Regions from separate parts of the Gossypium hirsutum genome. Here region 1 is linked to region 2. The links are chromatin contacts, called in public Hi-C maps. All regions are on one chromosome and are shown on one strand. The core of a region is the stretch at or near the end of the contact, and the rest is flanking DNA. Distances in the headings are between cores, read along the strand shown. Region 1 has its middle 7.5 kb from the start of LOC121228678. Region 2 has its middle 16 kb from the start of LOC107948686.

What was found. Hi-C and Micro-C count contacts between places; a contact is called where the count stands out from the background.
Region 1: a Hi-C map of leaf shows a contact between it and region 2, with 2.6 times the contacts expected there. The contact joins two enhancer-like sites. A contact is called at or near these places in 5 of 34 Hi-C or Micro-C datasets (callus, leaf and petal).

What each region holds. Positions count from the first base shown.
Region 1 is chrA04:9,139,136-9,144,105 of Gossypium_hirsutum_v2.1, forward strand. No RefSeq gene overlaps it. Among protein-coding and RNA genes, the nearest start is that of LOC121228678, 7.5 kb to the right of the region's middle. Within about 2 kb of position 1,831, at least 9 of the 9 cell types and tissues checked have an H3K27ac peak or open chromatin away from gene starts, as enhancers often do. A contact at or near this core is called in leaf, where this site is marked.
Region 2 is chrA04:8,898,343-8,903,960 of Gossypium_hirsutum_v2.1, forward strand. No RefSeq gene overlaps it. Among protein-coding and RNA genes, the nearest start is that of LOC107948686, 16 kb to the left of the region's middle. Within about 2 kb of position 4,254, at least 9 of the 9 cell types and tissues checked have an H3K27ac peak or open chromatin away from gene starts, as enhancers often do. A contact at or near this core is called in leaf, where this site is marked.

The DNA.
Region 1 (4,970 bases), core at 581-3,080, 240 kb after region 2:
TATATAAGGAGGAGAGGTTCGTACCTATTTTTTGATAGCCTGAAAATGGATTTTTTTTTTGCCTTCCGGCCACCGATGGCGGGTCCGATGACCAGAAATCGCAAAGGGGGTGAGGTTTTTTTAAGGTTTCTCATTTTTTTAAAAAAAGGGGTGGAATGATATTTTTTTTTCTAAAAATTTAGCCTTAAATAGGCCTCCAAAATGACGTCGTTTTAGGCAGGCCTTTTAGGTACCAAATCGTCGTCATTTTCCCCCTAGGATCCCCATGTGGACCCGACCTGCCAGTGAGGATTAACGTGTTGGGACTAATTGCACCTTTAGCCCTTCCGCTTTTTAATGTTTTTGCAATTAAGTTCTTTTTTTTTTAATTTTTACCCCATACTTTATTTCGATCACATTTTAGTTCTTATGGGAACGATGTCGTTTTGGAGGAGAAGGGAGAATTCCCCTATTAGTCCCTCCATGTTATTCACGTGTTCAGATAAGTCCTCCCCTTTCATTGTTATTTCAAATTTGCCCAAATTTCTATTTAAAAGTTTGATTTAGTCCCTTCTTTTTTGTTATTTTTCTATTCCATTATTAAATTAATTAATTAAATATTATTTTCATTATTATTATTGTATAGGCCCAAATCTGCCCAGGGCATGTACAAACATAAACTAAATAATAATAAAACCAAATTTTTTAATAGTCCCAGTCCCTTTATTACACCAGCCCTAATTGGCCCAAAATAATTACAAGGGCCCAAATTAATCCTAGCCCAATATTACACAACAGAGTAGGCCCAAATGGCCCGAGAGTTTGGCATTCACAGAAACCCTAGGGTCCCCCTCGATGCGCCGCAATAGCCTTCAGCCTCCAAGCACTGTATGACCTCCAGCACACCTCCGTATGCCCCACGCCGAGTGCCACGTACCACCACAGCTAGCCTCGTACCTCCATACATGCAAACAAACAAGAGAACGACAACAAACACGAAGGAAAATTTGTATTTTTTTATTTATTCTTTCGGATTCCGGCTATAAAGCCAAGAACTTCTTCATTGTATTTTTTTTACGCATATTGAAATACGCATATTAAATAGTAGAAAAAGAGAAATCAAAAAATTATCGAAAGGTGATTTCAAATCCTATTTCTTTTTTTTTCCCCCTTTTCTTTCGATTTGCTTGTAATTTTTTAGCATGGAAAATGAAAAGAATGCTTGAAACAACACCGATGAAAATTTTTTTTACGCATATTGAAATACGCATATTAAATAGCAGAAAAAAAGAAATCAAAAAATTATCGAAAGGTGATTTCAAATCCTATTTCTTTTTTTCCCCCCTTTTCTTTCGATTTGCTTGTAATTTTTTAGCATGGAAAATGAAAAGAATGCTTGAAACAACACCGATGAAAGCCCATATGTCTCAGAAATATGGTGACTCGGGCTAGGGTTGTTTTCTTTTGCTTTTTTGTCGGATTTCGCTTTGTTTTTTGACAGAATAGTATAGGATTTTAAGGGTTTTTTTTTTCAAAAAAAGGGAGAGAAAAAGGAGTACACTTACCGAACCTCTGTGGGTGAGGCTTTCTTTGGCAAGATCGGGTCCTGCTCGTGCACTATCGGCCATCAAATCGAATGGTGGGTTCGGCGGCTGCTAAATGAAACCCTAGCAGAATTCAACGTTCATTTCAATTAAAAGGGCTGCTATGTTAAAAGGAGAAAATAAGGGAGAAGGGTTTTAAAAGCAGATTTGAAAAACGGTGCCGTTTAAGGGCAGGGAGATCCGCGCGTCGACCCATTCCCAGACCCGGATCCATGCCTCTGCTCTTCCAATGGGAAATTTGTGCGGTTAATCCCCCCCTTTTGCGCCGCATCTCAGTTGACTCCTATTGGCATCCTATCTTTTTTTAAAATTTTCCCCAAAAGTCTGTGCGCTATTTCATTTTAGTCAGCGCTTGTGTGCTGCGTTTTGGGGGTTAGGAATATTTCCAGCTTGGATCCCTGTACATTGGAGCGCATTACACGTTGGTCCTCTTTTCGATTATTTTATTTGCAAATTATCCCTTTCGTTTTAATTTGACTTTAATTAAGTTTTTATTTTTTTTAAAGATTTATTTCAGTCATTTTTTACTCTTGTTTACTTATTTGTATATTTTGAATTACCTTGGTGATTGTACCTTTTTTTATTATTGTAAATTTGTTTTTGACATATCATTTTCACATTTTGTATTTTTTTTTATAAATGTTTTTTACACATTGTTATATATAATATTCGTAATAAAGTTAATTTTGGTCTATGTATATTATTAATGTTATGTTATTTCATACATGCTTTTGAATCTATTCGTATATTTTAACATATATTTTTGTTATTTTAATATGTTTTGTATACATGTTTTATATATTATTTAAATTATTATTATACATATACATATATATTGGTACATATGTTTGATTTATATACATCATTAAACCCATGTTATTTTATACATATAGTTTTTTTTTCTTTGTATACATAATTATGTTTTTAAAATCTATTACATATATAGTTCACGATAAAATTAATTTAATCGTATATGCATTATTAATTTCAAGCTATTTTTACAAATCATTGCTTCTAAATGTATTCTTATATATACGTTTTGTAAACCCATTTTGTGTATTTCCTAATATTATATTTTATTATGTATTTTTGCTATCCTTTCATATTTTATATATTATTAAATTTTCCCTTATTGTATGTGTTTTAACAAATGTTTTTAACACTTTGTATATTATTTGATTTAAAAATCTTCATTCTATAATACATATTTTAATGATTATATATATGTCTCTAGTTTTTTAAATTCATCAATTCATATATTATATTATGTGTTCATTAGTTCATCATTATGTTAAATATGCTTTATACTATATTGGTTTTTTTTTAATTTTCATTTTGTTTTGTAAATTTTGTATCGATTGTATTATATTAGGCTATATATCATGGTTGTATACTTTTTTTTCGTTTTATTGTTATCTCAATTGTTCTCCATACATGCTTAGAAAATTGGTTTCATTTTGGTTAGATTAATTATATTCGATTGTTTGGTTTGATTGATTAAATAAGGTTATATTATCTTCATTCATCAATTGTTGTATTTTATGCATGCATGTTATCCCATGTTTTCATTTTTTTCCTCTTGGTTTACAAATGTCGCTTTATAGTGTCCAACTCTTTAAAACTAATTATTCCATTTTATTTCAAGTCAAATTAATGTGTTTTTGAGCTAGTTCTATGATTGTTTATTTGAAAATTTACTAAAACAAAGGTAATGATTAATGTTTGGGAACTCGAGGAATTGTGTCCTACCGTGCTGGGTTTCAATTTTCCGTTTGTCCAAAATAATCAAATATTCCTTTGAAATTTCATCTGTATTTTCTAAATTCTAAAACAAGGCAATATTCAATGTTTGGAAATTCGAGAAATCGTGTCCTACCGTGCTGGGCTTTGGTTTTTCGTTGGACCAAATAAGCGAATATCCTTTTGTAATTTTCAAGTGTATGGGCTTTTAGAAATAGGAATTGGTCGTAGTTTCGAGGGTTTAAAGGATCGTGTCCTAACGTGTCGGATATGATACTGTATTCCTTTGAAACAAGTGAATCTTGACGTCCAATTTGACTCATTCAAGTGTTTTAAAAGAAATTGTATTTCAAAATATTTTTTTAGACATAAGGACATTATTTAATCAATTCGGTACCAATTTTGGGCGTAGCGAGGATGCTAATCCTTCCTCGTACGTAACCGGCTCCCGAACTCGTTTTCTCAAATTTCGTAGGCCAAAATTGATTTAAATGGAATAAAATATTTTATTAAGGTGATCCAATCACACCAAAACAAAATATTGGTAGCGACTCCACATTTGGTTTTAAAAGTCTATTACCGTTGTTTTCAAAATAGAAAAAATGGTTTCAACAATTATGTTTATATTTTCTTGTCATTATTATCATATTATCAAATTAATTAGTTTTGCATTATTATTATTATTATTATATTTCTTTTATATTTATTTACCTAAATTGTTTTATATACATTTATTTTACTTTACCATTTATTTTTTTATATCCTTTTATATAATTTTAAAACCTTAGATTTTTATTATTATATTATTACTATTAATGTCATCATCATTATCATTAATATTATTATTTTTAAATTGTTTTATACAATATTATTTTATGTAATGTTAGATCTTTAGCTTCAAATTTTTAGTTTGTTATTCTTATTATTTGTCATTTTATTTCTGGCTTGTATATTTTATTTTATTTCTGTTCCTCATATTGTCATTTACATTAACATACCTATTGTCGAAACCATCTTTTTTTTAAAAAAATGGTCGACTTTTTATTTGAAAACAAAAAGGGGAGTCGCCACCAATCCTTTTTGATAAGGTGTGATTGGGTCACCTTGTAAAATGGTTGTTTTCAATAAACCGTTTTGATTTATTAAAACAATGCTTTTGGTCTACGAAATTCAAAAAGACGGGTTTGGGAGTCAGTTATGCACGAGGAAGGATTAGCACCCTCATAACGCGCAAAATTGGTTCCTAGTTGATTAATTAATGTCTTAGTGTCAAGAATTGAAGATTTTAAAAGATTTTAAAAATACAATCCTTTTTTATTCATGTTGATTTAAAAGAAATGCTTGAATAAATTGAAACGAGCGTTAAAGGCCTTCTTGTCTCTAGATAACAAAATGTCACATCCCGTAAGTTAGGACACGACATTTGAACCCTCAAAAATAAGCTTGCCTTTTAATTTCTTTATTTTAAAAGTTGTACTTTGATCTTTAAAAGGATATTCGGTTGTTTAGACCTAACAAGGAGAATTAAAACCCCGTAAGTTAGGGCACGACTTTCTAGAGTTTCTAAATATGGAGTATTACCTTTAGTTTTATTTCAAATTCGGATATTTAAAATTTAAAAGGATATTTGACTATTTAGGTTCGACG
Region 2 (5,618 bases), core at 3,004-5,503:
AGAATAAGAAAAGGCGAAGTCATACCTTGCGATTAGGCCATCGATTCTCTTTTGCTTCACTGTAATCAGAGTTTAAAGGGAAATCCGAGGCTAAAAAAGTAATACTTCAAAGCCTGTGAACTCCGGTCGCCGTTCCTAGTGGCGGGCTAGTGTTTTTGAGGGAGAAAACTTAGGGTTCGGCTGAAGGAAGGGGGAATTAGGGTTAGTGTGGCTGAATAGCCAAATTTTAATCCTTTTAAAGGACTGAATATGGCGTCGTTTTGAGCTTGATTCAGTGGCTCCAAAAACGGCGTCTTATTGATTAAACCCGACCCGATCCGTCCCCTTTACCCCTAGGATCCGCGTGTTTCTACAGGGAGGGATAATTGCACGCTAGGTCCCCCCATTCGTGCGAGCATTCAATCACATCTTATGTGTTTTATTTCATTTTTAAAATTGGCTCTATAATTTGCGCATGGTGACAATTAGGTCCACGCTTCAACGCAGCGTTTTGAGACCTGGGATATTGCCAGTTTTGGTCCCTGTGCATTCGTGCGCGTTGAGCTTTAGTCCTTATTCTAATTTCAGTAATTTATTTTATTTATTAGTTGTCCTTTTAGTTTAATCTTATTTTAATTGAGTCCTTTTGATTTGTATAATTCATCATTTTTTTAAATTCACCTAACACTTATTTTTTATATATGAATATATATATTCTTTGAATTATCATGATAATTTTTACCCTTTTTTTTATATAAAATCGTTGTTTTAAAGCTTTTCATATTATATGGTTTTAAGGATTTTGTATGATATATCACTTAAATGTTCTTATATACTAGTATACATATGTAGTTCATGATAAAGTTAGTTTTTATTTTATATATTATTAACCCTATGTTACTATACATACATAATTTCTTTTAAATCTATTTATATATATTTTAAAACCTTATGTATATAAAATATATTTTATCATACATTTTTTTTGTTATTTAAAAACCTTTCATATTTTATATATTCTTTAAATTTTTTTATTATCTGTGCATGGCCAACTTTAAGTATATATTTCATTCTAAAAATATTTTGTACATTATTTGACTCAAATTCCCTTTTTTATAAGGTTTATTTTAATAATAAGTTATGTATATACTTAGTTTTATATATATATATAAATTATTTCAAGTTCTGCATGTGTTATTCGCTTATAATTTTTTATATATAGTTTTTATATCGTTTCGCCTCGTATTAGTTCTTAGAGTTTATATCATTCGGTATATTATGTGGGGTTTTTGGTTTGCATATTGTTAATATTTTATAGTTTTATATTGCGTGTTAGTCTTTTGTGTTGCTCTTTTATCTATGCATGGAAGCTTATTATAATCTTTATGCTTATTTGTTTCTTTAATTAACTATATTACTAGTTTTCATTGTTTGAATTGTAAATGTTTGGATGTGAGCTTAATGTTACTTTGTATATGGTAATTTGCTTTGCTTTATTTATTTTTTCACTATTTCCATTCATTAATAGAGTCCGTTATCCATGTATTTATTCTATACTAGAAACTTTGCCCTTTCGTTCACAAGTATTGCATTATAATTTTCAACTTATTATTCAAAAAATTAATTTTTCCATTTTATTTTAAATCAAATTAATGTGTTTTAAGCTGGTTTTATAATTATTCATTTGAAAATTCCTTAAAACGAAGGCAATGTTTGATGTTTGGAAATTCAGGAAATCGTGCCTTATCATGTTGGGTTTTGATTTCCCGTTTGTCCAAAATAATCAAATATTCCTTTAGAATTTCACTCGTGTTTTTCAAATTCTGAGACAATGCAATGTTCAATGTTTGGAAATTCGGGAATCGTGCCCTATCGTGCTGGGTTTCGATTTCTGGTTTGTTCAAAATAATTGAATATTCCTTCAGAATTTCACTCGTGTTTTACAAATTATAAAGCAAGGTAATATTCAATGTTTGGAAGTTTCAGGAATCGTGCTCTACTGTGTTAGGTTTCAGTTTTTCGTTGGACTAAATAATTGGGCATCATTTTGTAATTTTCAACATATAAACTTTTGGAAGTAAAAAATTTATCGTGTTTTCGAGGGTATAAAGGATCGTGTCTTATCGTGCTGGATGTGATGCTGTATACCTTTGAAACGAGAGAATTCGGACGACCAACTTAAGCCATTCAAATGTTTTAAAAGGAACCATATTTCAAAAATAGCTTTAAATCTTAGACATAAGGACAGTACTTAATCAATTTGGTACCAATTTTGGGCGTAGTGAGGGTGCTAATCCTTCGTCATACGTAACCGACTCCCGAACCCGTTTACTCAAATTTCGTAGGCCAAAATTGATTTAAATGGAATAAAATATTTTATTAAGGTGATCCAATCACACCAAAACAAAAGATTGGTGGCGACTCCACATTTGGGTTTCAAAACGTTTGTCGAAACCCTTTTTTTTATTTTGAAAGCAAAGGGGATCGACTTTTGAAAACAAAAATGTGGAGCCGCCACCAATCTCTTGATTTAGGTGCGATTGGACCACCTATTAAAACGCTTTGTTCAATGAAAAATAAATTTGGTTTAGTTAAAAAAAGGGGTTTGGGAGTCGGTTACGCATGAGGAAGGGTTAGCACCCTCATTACGCCTAAAAATTGGTACCCAATTGATTTGATACTGTCCTCATATCAAAAGTTTTAAAAGAAAAGATTTTCCGAAGTATGATTCTTTTAAAATGTTTGAATAGCTCAAATTAGCAGTAAAAAATCTCTTGTTTCAAAGATATGCGGTTTCATACCTAGTACGATTGGATACGATCCCTTATAAGTTTAAGATGCGATTGATTTTCAACTTTGGAAAACTCATACATTAAATTATAAAAGATTATCCAAATATTTGGTTCACCGGAAAAGTCATACCCAGTACGATTGAGCACGATTTTCCGAATTTCCTAAATATTAGATATTGCCTTATTTCAGAATTTTTGAACAATAAGGAAAATTGAGAATTTGCTCAAAACGCTTTTATTTTTCTTGAAATAACAACGAAACAACTAATATCAATCAAAATATTGAAGTTTGAATCACGATACAACAATATAGGAAAAAAAAAATCAAAGTTACAAACATGGATTACTATACGAAATATTATACAAGTAAACAAAAAGAACAAATTAACATACACACAATAGCAATGAGCTCGCATCCAAGAAACTAATTAGAAAGAAATATAACAAGTTTCGGACATAGATGGACAAAAACTTAAATAATAGTGCAAAAAGCTAATAATCAATATAAAACGATAATACATGAAACAATATGAAAACTAAAGCAACACATAGCATACAAAACAATTTGAAAATAATTTGAAAACTATTAAATATATGAAAATTTACAAAATGAACAACACATGATTGGATTTGAAATAATGTACATATATAAAAATAAAACTAAGATTATGTAAATGAGTATTTAAATATATATTGTGAAAGAAGAAATTTGGAGCCAATAACATAAAAAAAATTAATCTAATTAAAGGTGATAATATACATGCCATAATAGAAAAAATCAATGTATACAATATATAATGGAAATATAATAAAATAAAGGATAAACAATATACATGAAAAAAAATAACAAACCAATCTATAACAAAGCAATATATACATGTAAGGATCTTTAATAACAAAGAAATAATAAAATATGTCTTCTAAAGAATAAGCTATATACATAATAAACAGATTTAAAAGCAATTATATAAAATAACATGGAATTAATCAATGTATATAAAATAAAACCAATTTTAATATAAATTATATATATTAACAATATATATAAGGGTAGTTAAATTAAATATTATACAAAATTTTGAAATAATATAATATATAAAAGGTGATTTTAAAATAATAATTTTGTAATAAAAACAAAATAATTTATCAAGATAATTTAAAATGTATAAAAATAAGAGATAAAAAAATGAATTATACAAATTAAAATGGAAAAAAAACTTAATTGAAATAAAAATCAAACTAGAGGGATAATTAATAAAATAAAAAACTATTGAAATTAAAATAATGACTGAAGCTCAATGCGCGCGAACGTCCAAGGATCAAAACTGAAAATATTCCAGATCCCAAAACATGGCGTTTAGGCGCAGATTAAATTGCAAAGACGCGCAAATTCTATGCCAAATTTGAAATGAAGTAAAGTGGAAATAAGGTTCAATTTAAAGGTCTGCGCGAAAACGAACTAGTCGCGCAATTTGACCATTCGAAGTAAAAGGGCGCGGATCTGGGCCACAAAACGGGTCGGCGTGCGGATCTTCTTCCTCCAGACGGTACCGTTTCATGTTCTGCACAAAATAAGGTAAAAACCTTAAAACTAATAAAAACAAATCAAAATAAAACAAAACCTAAGGTCTATCCCTTATTCATTCGACCGGAAGCTTCACAACCGCCATTTCATCTCCATATTCAACAGACGACGTCAGACGAAAGCTTAATCTGGCCCTATTTGACCGCAAATCCATGAGTTTTTCTAGGCTTTAACTTCAATCCTCATCTAGGCTTCGATTACCACGAAGCAAACAAGGATTTTGAAGCTTCCAAAAAAAAGTTAAGTCTCTCCCCTTTACTTATTTTTTTTGCTTTCATATGTAGTAACAAAGCTTTAAAAAAAATAGGAGCTGAATCCAAAAGAAAATAAAATCTAAATCACCTTTTGAAAAACTGCTCTTGAGATGATTTCTTATTCAAACTTTTCTAGATTTGTACTCATAAAATATGCGTGTGTATTTTCTGAAAAAAACTGATCCTCTTTATAGCTGATTCTCTGGCTTTTTTAGCCGAATCAAGAGAAATAAGAAAAAATAAATAAAAATAAAAGAAAATACAATGGCCTTGGATTTTCTGTTATGCATTTGCTGTCAATTGTTGTATATCTGCTGTGTTGTTTGCTAGTCCATTTTGCAGGTACAAAGGTCGTGGTGTTGCTGACGCGGTGGGACTGTTCATGGGAGCTATAGTAGTGGCTTCCAGAAGCTTCAATTGACTTGGGCCCTGGGAGCTTACCTCGGAGTCAAGCTGTTGGAGCTTGGAGGCTATTGCGGCACGAGGAGACTTCAGAAACCCTTAAGGTTTCTGAAAGAATTTAGACATTGGGCCTTTTGGGTTAATTTTACTTTGGACAAAGGTTTAAATTTGGGCTGTTATTTTTGGGCTTTTGTACTTAGGCTAATTGATCTAGACTTATTTAGGTTTTAAATTAACTCAGGCTCTTTGGGGTTTATTAAGCTATAAATGTAAATGGACTGGAACTATTAAAACATTTGGTTTTATTTATTTTATTTTTTTGGTTTTTGTGTGGACCCAGGCACAAATTGGGTCTTACAAAGTTGATCCCCGTTGTTTTCAAAAATCAAAATAAAAAAATAGTTTCAACAGCTTGGTGACTCCACTGAGGACCCAACAAGAGAGTCAAGCCATAAAATTGATTATTTGTTGTCCTTTTGTCAAAATATTGAAACTTTGTTTTGAAAATCATGATTGCATTTGTTTGTCTGATTGTTATGGTTTGGGTCTTGTAGAATAATATTGCATTGCATTGCATGACCGTTGTGGCTATACCTTTAAGTGGGA